Linked DNA regions of Zea mays: all the other regions are linked to region 2. Evidence: chromatin contacts called from public Hi-C data. All regions are on one chromosome and are shown on one strand. Each heading gives the region's core, a stretch centred on a gene start, on an enhancer-like site or on the middle of the called end of the contact. The rest is flanking DNA. Distances are from core to core; before and after follow the strand shown. Region 1 holds the start of LOC100279387. Region 2 holds the start of LOC100383579 (2-oxoglutarate dehydrogenase E1 component). Region 3 holds the start of LOC100501814 (Major facilitator superfamily protein).

Region 1 (4,455 bases), core at 1,683-4,182, 590 kb after region 2:
TAGCCGGTGTCCTAGATCCTACACAAGCATAGCCCATGGATAGGGGCCAGGCCGCTAGGGTTAAGCGTTGCCACTTGCCATGTTGCTGAATGATGAATAATGCACTTTGAATTTGAGTTTCAAATTTCAATCTGTAATAGTGGAAAAGATAATTAAATGTGTGACAGTGTGAACAATATCCAATGCATTCATAGTTCAAGTTTCACCAGGTTAACGACGAACAGATGGTGTACTTTGTAGCAACTATAGATGTTACATTTGAGATGGATGGTGATGATTTAATATGTGCACCATATGCATCAAATATAATCTCATCATATAAACAACAGAAGAATAGAGTGTTACAATTGAATAATCATGTTGAGCAATAGCCTTTGTCCTCCATTTCCTCCCGCCTCTCACCAGTCGCCTCACACCCTACTCCTCCGATCCTCTACACACCAGTCGGTGACCATGTGTGCGTGCCTCTCTCTCCTCCCACCTCTGGTGGATCATTGATGGAGCCCGGCTCCGGCTGCTGTCACTTTTGGAGTGCTTATGACCCAAAGAAAATCAATACTCGTCCGCTTAGGGCTTCATTGTGCTGAATCGGGCGCTTAGTGCCACTTCTTGGAACCCTATGTGGTAGTCTTACCAGGTTGTCCTAAGGTACCCCTAGCATGCTACACACAGGGATGGTAATGGGCTCTAAATTTTAAATTATCAAATTTAAGGATCAGATCGTATCAGGAACATACTTTATTTCTATTTATTTGAACTAAAATTAATTAAGGACTCAAACGAATCGTGAAGAAACATACATTTGAATCATGATGCATTACCACCCCTAGCTACAAATACTGGATCTGTCACCGATTGGTTCATGATGATAAACATGGGAGCTTAATGTTTAATCTCGTTCTGGAGTCAAAGAAATTTGAAACATCTCATTTTGGTTGGAGTCTGTAGATAAATGCAGTGCTGAAATTGATGTTTACTCACACTAGTCTGCTCCTCAGGTTTTGCAGATTTAACACTTCTTATCATGGATGGCAAGTGCAAAGTCAATAAGGAAATAGATGGCCCCCTTGGACCACCTCCTCGCAAGGTTGGTATTTCCTTGGTCATTTCTCATTTGTCATATAGTTTGTCTCTATGCTATCCTTACTAATGTTGTTTTTTAAATGTAAGGGGGACTTAAATTCTCACCAAAAGTACCTCAGAAGAAACTTGTCAAGGTTGTCTCAAAAAGTATGTGATTCAGTCTACATTTTATTTATCCTTACCTAGATGTCTTCCACATGAGATTTGTAGAAATGACAATTTTGATGTAAAGTGAGATTTTACCGTAACTTGATAGGGAACCAGTTGAGGAGAGCAAGGAAGAAGATGTGGATAAGGAGTAATTGATGAAACTTAAGATGTCACAGGTACTAATTGTTCTCTTTGGTTTTTGGCAGTTATTTGTGTCTACAAACTTTTCATTTGAGAATTTGTTGATGTATACATTAACTTGCCTCATTTTGCAGAACAAGTATTCCTCTACAAGAATTAAGTCTGAGGAAAAGTGTAAGAATCCTAGTTTTGTTCACCGCATGCTTTATAATCTAAAGAGTTAAATGCATGAGCGGCCTCTGAACTTGTAAAGGGATGTCACTTATGTCCACAAACTTTAAAAATACATTTCTAGGTTCTTGAACTTGTTAAGATGCACACCATATTGGTTCGTATGGTCCAAAAATGTACCTAAGAGTTAAATGCATGAGCGGCCTCTAAACTTGTTAAGAGTTAAATGCATGAGCGGCCTCTGAACTTGTTAAGATGGGCTCTGAGTTGGCTAACTTAATTGCATGTTTTGGTTGGGAGATTCATCACAATTTAATACAGGGACGTACTTCTGCATTAGGTTGTCTTAAAATGCATTGGTGTTTATAATTGTAATTTTTTTTGTAATTTTAGTGATATTTTTTTTAAACATCGTCTAAAAGGTAAACAAGGTTTTTGTTTTGGTGGTTATAATTGTACTTTTTTGTAATTTTAGTGATATTTTTTTCCTGCTGCACACCTAGCTAAGAGCGCATTGCTCTCAGCAAAAAGCGGTACAAAGGTTGCATTTGGACAAGGAAACTCTTCTTATGCAAGATATTTTCCCATGCCCAAAAAGGATTCTTCAGCAGGTGTCAGTGAAAGATATTTATCTTCATTGCTTATGACTCGAACCATCCCATACAAATTGCTATTTTGGGACCTTAACACCTTGTTTCCGATGCATATTCAGGTGGAACTTCGAAGTTACCAAAAGAATATGCAGAACCATGGGTGTGTAAATACCAAACTACTAATAATGTGGATTGCTTCCTCTTCAGAATTATTGATTTGTTTTCCTTTTTTTTGCAGGATTATACCCATGATTATCATGTTACTCTCCCACTACTCTGGAAATCCTGGTATATTTTTTTTAGTCTTTAGTCGAAATTGCAAGACATTTTCTTCAACTAACCCCACCATTCCTACATCACTGACACAGAAGTTCTGGATGAGGAAGAGTTTGGAGAATCCTCTGCCAGCAGGACTGAAGATGACAAATTGCCCTATGCAGTACTAAGGAAGTCACATTAACTAACTGTGCAGGTTTCATTTGGCTCGAACTGCATGTTTCCCCAGGAGGTTGCAGCAACCAACACCAGAGAAAAACATTGCTGTACGGTGGGGGGAGAGCAGCAAGCGTGCCTGTCGTCGCCCCGGATATTGACTCCATGTTGGGTTCTGTTGACAAGATGAAAGAATAGTCCATTTTGTATTATGCCATTACAAGAGAGTTTTGCTCCCTTATAGAGATGTGCAGCTACATGCTGGATACCCAGTCAAACAAGGGACACCAACGAAAGGATGTCTCCTTGGACAACTACAGCACTCAGAGATGGAATAGGCATTCTGATCGTAGTAGTCATCTTGGATGCGACGTTGCAAAGGATGGGATAGAAGAATCGCACATCTGACGGGAGAAAACGCGAGCAAGCCCTTGCTTGACCAGTCTCAAGAAAGCTCGTCTACGGCTCTGCTCCTCGCCGGCGATGACGCCCGCGGAGACCTCCCCGCCGGCGCCACCTCCACGTGCTTCTCACCCTGTCTCCTCCCCGCTCCTCCTACAAGACCCCACAACCCAGGCCACGTGCCCTTGGAGGGAGCAGCTCACCGTCCGTGGCGTCGCCGTGGCTGCGGCGCTGGGCGCGCTGCTCTGCGTGGTAATCCACCGCCTCAACCTCACCGTCGGGGTTATACCGGCGCTTAACGTCGCGTCGGGCCTCCTCGCCTTCTTCCTCGCCGCGGCGTGGCGTGCTGCCGCCGGGTGGCTAGGGTTTGGCCGCGGGCCGCCCTTCACGAGGCAGGAGAACACCGTCATCCAGACGTGCGCCATAGCATGCGCCGGCCTCGCGTTTAGCGGTACGTCGGGTCCCTACTCTACTTCCAACTAGGATTCCCCATTGACAGCTAATATCTTTAGAGCTCCAAGTTTTGCTAAAAAAAAACCCCCCCGTAGTGCTTTGATCACTTCAAATTTCTTTAACATTTTTTTTGTCAGCGTCCCACGATGCTGACACCTCGATATCGAGACGAGGTAAGGAAAAGGAAGAAGAAGAGAAAGAGATAGGCTAGAGATTAACAGAGGTTGGGCAGAAATTGGAGTTCTGTTTCATTTCATTCATAAACCATCTACATCGTATGGCGATGGTATTTATTACAAGCCGGTGCTCACTCAGCCCACTCATATCCATATACTCTAGGATTGGGCCTGCGCGACCGACAGCCCAATACTGGCTCATCTCCCTTCTGTTCCATTCCCGCGCCCATGCATTGTTCAGTATTCAGCTTCTGTTGTGCATCACTGACATTTTTTCACTGTGATTTCCTTCTCTAATTAGAGAATCGGTATTCTTTGTAGGGTGCTCCGCCTCCTACATCTTTGCTATGGACAGGAAGACTTATGAGCTCGTGGGACCAGACTATCCCGGTAATCGAGCCGAAGATGTTAAGGATCCTTCACTTGGCTGGATGATCAGTTTCTTGTTCCTCATTGCTCTCGTTGGGCCATTTAGCATTGTCTTGCTTCGAAAGGTACCTCTTTTTCCTGGTTGGGAAAAGTTTTCAGCATGCATCGGATGGCTTCTCGAGTTTTGCCTCAGTCGTTTCAAAATAATGAACTACAGCACATGGCTTTATAAAATTGAGGATAGCTCAACTGCTCAAAACATCCATCAGTTTTTTACCTTCCGTTGCTTAGTTAAAGTGTTTCAGTTAGTAAGCAATTTCCAATCTTGTCATTGCAGGTAATGGTGATTGATTACAAGCTTGCATTCCCTGGTGGAACAGCTACAGCTTTGATGATCAATAGCTTGCATGGGAAAACGGATGGTGATCTTGCAGGGTAAGGCAACAGGTACTCACCTAACTATCACAGTAATACAGTATTCCTAC
Region 2 (4,158 bases), core at 489-2,988:
AAAAGCAAGGACTAGGGGATTAGGACATCTATCTGTTGTTAAGGCTAACTGCATTTCTGCAGAGATTTTGGATAGTAGCAGCACCCATAACAGGCATGTGGTGAAGTCTTATTTGCATCACTGCACTTGTGAGGAATGGCAGCAAACAGGTAAACCTTGTCAACATGCTCTTGCTTTGATCACAGCACAACAAACAGTAGATGTAAACATGGAAGACTTTGTGCATGAATATTATTCTGTTGAGAGGTTTAGGAAAGCATACTCAAGATTGATTGAGCCACTTCCTGACAGAACACAATGGCCTGAAGTGGACTTGCCATTTGTTGTTGGAGCACCACTGGACAAAAGGCTTGCTGGTAGACAGAGAAAACTTAGGATCAAAAGTTGTTTGGAGGGTGGAGGTGGTGGAAAACCCAAAAAAGATGCAAAGGTGGCTGCTGTAGAAGCTGAATGGGGGACAAAGAAACAAATGATCCGAGGAAAAAGAAAGTGCAAAAGATGTGGAGAGCTAGGGCACGGAGAAACAAGCTACAAGTGTTCGCTAAATGGAACAAAAAAGAGGAAGAGGAAACCACGAAAGAATACCACTAAGTATGGAGAGAATGCCAAACTACCAACAAAAAGGAGAGGCCAAAATGTGGAAGAGACAAATGCTGCTGTAGACCAAACTGCGCAAGAGACAGCTAATGCATACCAAGATGTGCAAGAGACAAATGCTATCATATCAAGTCCTATCAGACCAAATAGAGAAACAATATTACAGGATAGCCCTGTTAGATTGACTAGAAGGTCAGCACTATTTGTGAAGTTATCTGTGTTGCAACTAATTATAACTGCATTCTAATTCATTTTTTTGCAGGGGCTTGCTATGTTGCTTGGGGAGAGCACAAGCGAGCAGGCTGACTTCAACCTTGGCAGCAACAAATATTTGAATGTGTCGCCAACAAAGCTTGCAACAATAAAGAATGCAAAGCCTGCAAAAAAAATAACACCAAGGAAGAAGAACCTGACAGCAAGTGAATGACACCAAGGAAGAAGAAGAACAACAAATATTTGAATGTGTCTGTTTGAACCTGTCTGAAATCAATATGTATGAACTGTGTGACTCTTTGTATGGGTCGAATGTGTGTAAAATTTACTATCTAGCTTTCTGAACATATATGAAACCAGTGAGTCTAAACTGTGAACATCTATGAGGTCATTTGAACTGTGAACACCTCTGAAATTTCATGTGAATTTTGTCGTTTGGTGTGCTGAAAACTTTGCGCCAGCTTTGTCATTTGAATGCTGTTTTTTTGCTGAAAACATGTGCATTTTTTTGCTTGGTCTGAATGCATGTGAATGCTGTGCGCTAGAAACTGTGAAAAGAGCCAAGGGTACAATTAACGTGTGAATGCTTGGTCTGAATAGGGTATTTGAAACTCTGAAACTGTGAGCAGTTTGGACGTGTACAGTTTTGGAGGTGTGCAGTCAGTCTAGGCACCAACTTCGTTCGTGTACAGTTAACAACGTTAAGAGCCAAGGGTATAATTGTCAGTTAAAGTGTAAGAGTTAACGTCCAGGTCAGTGAAGAAGTACAAATGGCATTATATCTGTGAACCGTTGTTTGAAACTGGCAGAGTAGCGAAGCACATTGCCCATGATGGCAATTGGGCGAAGCCCGCCTTTGATAATGGTGAACGGGCAAATAACTCGCCCTCGAAGCATAACCGTTCCCATCCTCCTTTCCCGAACAACCGGAGCGCGGCGCGAGACAGGCCTCTACTCCCCGTCTCCCCCGCTCCAGCTGACCTCGCCCACTGTAAGCCCCGCCCGCTCGTTGCGCCCTCCGTGCCGGATTCCGTCACGCGGTTTTCTGTCGTGATCCGATCGGTTGTTTGCTGCGGAATCAGCTTAGTGATTGTTCTTAATTCTCTAGGGTTGTGGGGAGAGATCGCGTTCATCAGTGCCCTGTACGGAGTGACCGATCTCGGATGAGGACCGATATGCCAGTTTTGCTGTGATTATTGATCTGTGCGGTGCGTAATCGATCGAGATTTAGTTTGATTTGGGAAGCCCAGAAGCAGTACGTGCGAAATTCAGTTCCCTTCCACGAGCCCCCTTCCACTGGAATTTCGGTGCCTAATTTGTTGTTGTTCCTGCCGCTCTCTATATAGAGATCTTAATCAAATCTCCTGTTCTGGTGCAGAGGGGGACGTGCGATCGATCACGTGCGCGGCGACTGATGGCAGGCTAGATTCCGGCAATCCACAGTCAGACACATACATTTTGCGATCGATTTTTGGTGAAGCGACCTTGATCTGAAAATGGGGCTGTTCCGGGCGGCGTCCGGTCTGGCTCGTTTGGCGCTGCGGCGGAACCTCTCGCGCGCCGCAGCGAGCCCCTTCGCCGGCAGCGGTGGCGCCGTCCCGGGTGCAATGCCGGCGCGGTACTTCCACTCCACACGCCCGCGCAGGTTCGCCGCGCCCGCGCCCCGTGCGGTGCCGCTCTCGCGCCTCACCGACAGCTTCCTCGACGGGACCAGTAGCGTCTACCTCGAGGAGCTGCAGCGAGCATGGGAGGCCGACCCCAACTCCGTCGACGAGTCCTGGGACAACTTTTTCCGCAACTTCGTCGGCCAGGCTGCCGCCACCTCGCCTGGCCTCTCCGGGCAGACCATCCAGGAGAGCATGAGGCTGCTGCTGCTCGTAAGGGCGTACCAGGTGAGCGGCCACCTGAAGGCCAAGCTCGACCCACTGGGGCTTGAGGAGCGCCCAGTCCCGGATGTGCTGGACCCGGGGTTCTATGGATTCTCTGAGGCAGACTTGGACCGTGAATTCTTCCTTGGGGTGTGGATGATGGCTGGGTTCTTGTCCGAGAACCGGCCAGTGCAGACACTGCGTTCCGTGCTGGAGCGGCTCGAGCAGGCTTACTGCGGCACCATTGGGTATGAGTACATGCACATACCTGACAGGGAGAAGTGCAACTGGCTCAGGGATAGGATCGAAACAGTTAACCCAAGGGAGTACACTTATGATCGTCGTCAGGTCATGCTGGATAGGCTTATCTGGAGTACACAGTTTGAGAATTTCTTGGCGACCAAGTGGACGACTGCAAAACGGTTTGGTCTTGAAGGCGCTGAGACTCTGATCCCTGGCATGAAGGAGATGTTTGACAGAGCAGCTGATCTTGGTGTAGAGAGTATTGTCATTGGGATGCCGCACAGAGGCAGGTTAAATGTCTTGGGAAATGTTGTGAGGAAGCCCTTGCGACAGATATTTAGTGAGTTTAGTGGTGGTACCAAGCCTGTCAATGAAGGGGAGGGGTTGTATACAGGTACTGGTGATGTCAAATACCATCTTGGAACTTCATATGACAGGCCTACCAGGGGCGGGAAACATATCCATCTGTCACTGGTTGCGAACCCAAGTCATTTGGAAGCAGTCGATCCTGTTGTTGCTGGGAAGACAAGAGCGAAACAGTACTATTCCAATGACCGTGACAGGACCAAGAATTTGGGTGTGTTGCTGCATGGTGATGGTAGTTTCTCAGGGCAGGGCGTTGTGTATGAGACACTGCATCTCAGTGCCCTTGAAAACTACACCACTGGTGGGACAATACATATCGTGGTCAACAATCAGGTTGCTTTCACTACTGATCCAAGGTCAGGGAGATCCTCTCAGTATTGCACAGATGTAGCGAAAGCATTGGATGCGCCGATTTTTCATGTTAATGGTGATGATTTGGAGGCCGTGGTTCATGTCTGTGAGCTCGCTGCAGAATGGCGACAGACATTTCATTCAGATGTAGTGGTGGACATTGTATGCTACCGGCGATTTGGCCATAATGAAATTGATGAGCCGTCCTTCACCCAACCTAAGATGTACAAGGTACACACTCTTCTTTGTATCTTGTACCCCATCTAGTTAGATGCTGAAGGGCAGAAAAAAATATGAATCTATCATGTATTTTTTGGTATCATAATCAGAAGAAATCTTCGAAATCTGAAATCAACCTTGATTCTGAATAATCAAATTTGGTGGAGTTTCAGTATTATTTGTCACCGTCAAATGTGTGATTGTGCCCATCACATTTGGAAAGTTTTCTGTTTGTGCCAGGTGATTAGGAACCATCCAAGTGCGCTTGAGATTTATCAAAGAAAGTTGTTAGAGTCTGGAA
Region 3 (4,156 bases), core at 1,628-4,127, 650 kb before region 2:
AGTGTGAACCTTTGGCACCTGTATAACTTATACACTAGAGCAAACTAGTTAGTCCAATTATTTGTGTTGGGCAATTCAACCACCAAAATCAATTAGGAAATAGGTGTAAGCCTAATTCCCTTTCACCCGTCCTTTCGCGGGTTCGCCCGAGGGAGGCTTGATTCCGCCAGAGGCGGCAGTATTCGCGCTCGCCGACGCCTTGCTGGGTTCGGGTACAACCGGTTTCGCAGCCGGCACTGGCTTGCTACTGCCGGAGGCAGCAGCACTCTTCGCACTCCCTCGTGCCCTCTTTGCCTCGCGCCTAGGATCTGCGATCCTGACGACCACCCAGCGCTTCTGCGCGGCGTCTTGACGGTCCTTGTTCATCATTGCCGACACAACAACAGCAATATTCCGTTCGTAAGGAAACACCTTTAAGTCACGAGCCATGCGAGATGTAACGAAGTCTTTGCCAGCCGCGCGGGGGATCGGAACATTCTTGGGCCATCAACCCCCGGTAACCTCCAGCATTCACGCCGAAGACTCCCGGAGCTCGGGCGAAGACATCCTTCCCCCGAGGGCTACGCACGTCCCCATCAACTTCCTAGCAAAACTATCGGAGACCCCCAGTCCCCCCACTGCAGTACCTAATTTTCTCTTCTTAGTGGCTGGGGCAGCCACCTGCGAAGGCTCTTCCTCGGTCACGCCCATCGGTTTTTCCCACGGCGGTCGGCGGCGTCTTCCCCGGGATAACCACCGTATGGCAAGCCGTTCAATTCAAAGACCCGATTCAATCTATCGTTGGCCCCATGGATATCCCAGCTCTGCAGACCCTCTGTCTTCGGCACATAGCGCCCCACGATCCTCGCCGCACCGTCTTCCGCCTCGCGCACGAATGCGGCGGGATCCCGACCATGCAATTCCAACGCGAAGGCCGGACTTCGCACCCGCTGCCCGCCCCGGGAAGGCATCTCGTGAGGGCATACTTCACCCAGCGCCCAGCCATGTGCCAAGGGCCATACCCCATAACCAATAAATTCCTCCACTAAATCGCGCCCGCTACTCACGCGGGCAGCGCACCGAAGGGCTCCCTCGTCTTCATCATCCTCCGCCACCTCAAACTGCGGGTACGCCACATAATAATGGGAGCACATGACAGCCACGGGGAGTCCTGGATGGTCTTCAACTGCGCCTTCGGAAACGTAAAACCAGAAATCCCACCAGTTGCCCCACTTATTGCGGGCGTAAGGAACCAACTCCACGACTTCCATCGAAGTCTTGCCGGTCCTCGGCGTAAACGTGCACGATCCAAACTGTGCAATCTCATGTCCAATTTTCCTCTTTTGCCAATGCAGATAGTAATGTTTTGCGAAGACCTCCACAGAGGGCTGACCACCATACGAAGTCGTCGCCCACACATACTTCGCCAGGGCCACCACGACATTCGGCGTCAGCTGTTGGACCTGGACCTCGAATCTCCGCAGGACCTCCGCCACGAATCGATGTGCAGGCAGACGAAGGCCAGCGGTGAAAAACGCCTCAAAAACGACCAACTCGCCTTCTGGCTCGGGGACCTCCTCCGCCCCCGGGACACGCCCCACTCCGCTGCCAAAATATCCAAGCTGTTGCATATCCTGAATGCGGACCGAGGAAATCCGCGACACACCAAACTCCATTGTATCACTAGGATGTAACTCCTCCGTCGCCATGTTGCTCAAAGTGTCCTCGGACGATGCGCCGGCCGGCGGTGTATTTGCAACAGATGAGGAAGAGGACGACATGGCTACGTACCGTCGGCGGCGGCGGGCGGTCTGCTTGACGCGGGCCAGATCTCCGATGAGCAGGAGCAAGGAGGGCAGGCGAGCGGACGAACGGTTTAAAAAGGAGGCTAGGGTTTTGCGGCGCGCAGAAAGAGAACCTGACCCGCGCCGCCCCGCTCCCCTTTTTATACACAGGACGCGACACTTCGGGAAACCCGCAGTCCAACAGTACCACGTCCGTCAACACTCACATCAAAAACCCCCACAGAACCACTTCGAGCGAGGGCAGCGTCTCCACCATCTAGCAATGTCTTCGGCACCAGATGACTTAGTCGAACTGGTCCCTCGGAGGGCAAATGTTGGGGCGAAGGCGAAGACGCTACCCTTCGCTCGATGCCTTCGCCAATCTCGCTGCACCAATGGAGGCGAAACGATCGGCGGGTTCCACCCTTCGTCCACTACGCTGCAAGACGAAGGCCTACGACGAGGTCGCCCCCGTCCCGCGTCCTCGTCGAACACGAAAGCCCACGTGGAATTCGGCCCATTGTAACAGGCCCCGCGCGTCTGAGTGTGTTACGGGCCCGATTTGTAAGGGCTTTTCTGTAATGATAGTCTGTAACCCAGCTTATGGGAATATTCCGGGGATAACCTAGGTGCCTGAGGGCACATGCGTTCTTACTCCAAGACGTTGGTCACTTAGGCACCTATAAATACCTCCGTACAGTGACCTTGAGAGGCTAAATCAAAAGAGCAATTGTCATCTCAAGCTAAAACCTTGTTTGCATTCCTCTTATTCCCCCGTTGGATCATCTTGCCCAAGAGCGCAAGTTCCAATAGTCCGTTTGGTCAAGTTCTTTGGTCATCTATATATATATAGTCCGAGATTTCGTATTGTATAAATGTGTTTGTGAACTGTGACAATATATAAAGTCCGAGATTTCGTATTATTGAAATAGGTGCGTGAACCGTGGCATTGATATTTTTTTTTCAATTTTAATGACCCGTCGACTGAAGGTGGACGTGTGCGTCGCTTGTTTGTCTACCGTACTTGCGTGTGCGTCTCTTGTTTGCCTGCGATTGAAAGCCTTCTCTGACCTGTCTCCAAATTGGCATTCCTGAGCAAAAATCCCCTGCAACCCGACCCATGGCCATGGGCAAGCTCGAGGAGAGGACGCGTGCGTTCTGGACGAACCGATGGCTTGTGTTCGTTGGGGCCATGTGGATGCAGTCCATGGCCGGCACCACTTACATCTTCGGCGCCATCTCGCCGGTGGTCAAGGCCAGGCTGGGCTACGACCAGCCGCAGGTGGCCGCGCTGGGTGTCGCCAAGAACGTTGGCGGCTGCCTCGGCCTCCTCGCCGGCGCGCTCTCGGCGACGTGGCCGCCGTGGGCGCTGCTGGCCATCGGCGCCGCGCAGAACTTCCTCGGCTACGGCTGGCTCTGGCTCGTCGTCTCCGGGAACGCGCCGGCGCTGCCCCTCTGGCTGGTATGCTGCTGATCCTGGCTGTTTGGAGTTGGTTAAATTTCGGGAAAAAAGGAAGAAAAAGTTGAGAAAAAAGGAGGGAATTTCGGTGTACATATCTGGTCCACGTAGGACTTGGTTACCCTGCCCCATATGCCAGTGACTTTTTTTTTAAAAAAATGTATAAGCAATTAAGCATCCATGTCCATATCCATTCCACTTCCACCCATCCCCGTGGCTTCTGTCTGCTGCGACCCTGCTCCACTCCGTCTGCATCACCTGTCACGGTTGTCACCTCCACCACGGCTCCAGCTCCACCCGCGCTGGTTTAGGGCCGCTGCTGGGCGGGTGACGAGCGCGGCTGTCGGATTCCGCCGAGCCTCAGTATGCGGGCAGCGGGCGCGGCCTCCGCCTCCGCCACACCAGCCCTGGCGTTCCCCTTGTCTTCCCCTATATATACAGATCGGTCTGATTTTACTTTTTTTGACATGGCTCCATTTATGCTTACTCCCTCACACCCAAAATTAGTCTCCACTCTCGCATTTTGAAAGAAAATTGTATCAATATTTCTATCTTCAAATAGATTTACTACGAAGATTCATGACGTGATTAATCTAATGATGCTTGTCTGATATCATAAATATTACTAGTATGTTTTGGTATAGATTTGGCCAAAGTTAATATTGTTTGGCTTATCGAAGTGCGGGATGGAGACTTATTTTAGGACAGGACGGAGGGAGTACATCGGAGCTGCTCTTGTGTCATGACTGTGCCACATTATGCCAGAGGGGAGTAAACTATGCGAGTTTTCCATTCTGAAAACAAGTGATTCAACATATTTCACGCCACACCATAAACGGACACCTCAAAGTTATGATTTTGCTGTGGATGGCTGGCAACTGGTATCAGCACAAAATCTGGTTACCATCATTATTTGCATGTTTCCAGCTCAACT

What was found. A called contact is a pair of places that touch in the nucleus more often than the background predicts.
Region 1: a contact with region 2 is called in a Hi-C map of ear, with 2.3 times the contacts expected there. The contact joins the promoter of LOC100279387 here to the promoter of LOC100383579 in region 2. A contact is called at or near these places in 5 of 25 Hi-C or Micro-C datasets (ear, endosperm, leaf and 2 more).
Region 3: a contact with region 2 is called in a Hi-C map of tassel, with 4 times the contacts expected there. The contact joins the promoter of LOC100501814 here to the promoter of LOC100383579 in region 2. A contact is called at or near these places in 3 of 25 Hi-C or Micro-C datasets (ear, leaf and tassel).

The regions. Positions count from the first base shown.
Region 1 is chr2:70,982,622-70,987,076 of Zm-B73-REFERENCE-NAM-5.0, reverse strand. It overlaps LOC100279387, which reads left to right and starts at 2,932. Exons shown (of 7, transcript NM_001152400.1): 1 at 2,932-3,423; 2 at 3,923-4,095; 3 at 4,308-4,405. The coding sequence starts at 3,054.
Region 2 is chr2:71,570,121-71,574,278 of Zm-B73-REFERENCE-NAM-5.0, reverse strand. It overlaps LOC100383579 (2-oxoglutarate dehydrogenase E1 component), which reads left to right and starts at 1,738. Exons shown (of 10, transcript NM_001176227.1): 1 at 1,738-1,801; 2 at 1,919-2,065; 3 at 2,189-3,869; 4 at 4,098-4,158. The coding sequence starts at 2,307. It overlaps LOC118476322, which reads left to right. Exons shown (of 5, transcript XM_035965296.1): 4 at 1-789; 5 at 860-1,246.
Region 3 is chr2:72,216,814-72,220,969 of Zm-B73-REFERENCE-NAM-5.0, reverse strand. LOC100501814 (Major facilitator superfamily protein) reads left to right here and starts at 2,877. Exons shown (of 3, transcript NM_001401914.1): 1 at 2,877-3,225. The coding sequence starts at 2,884.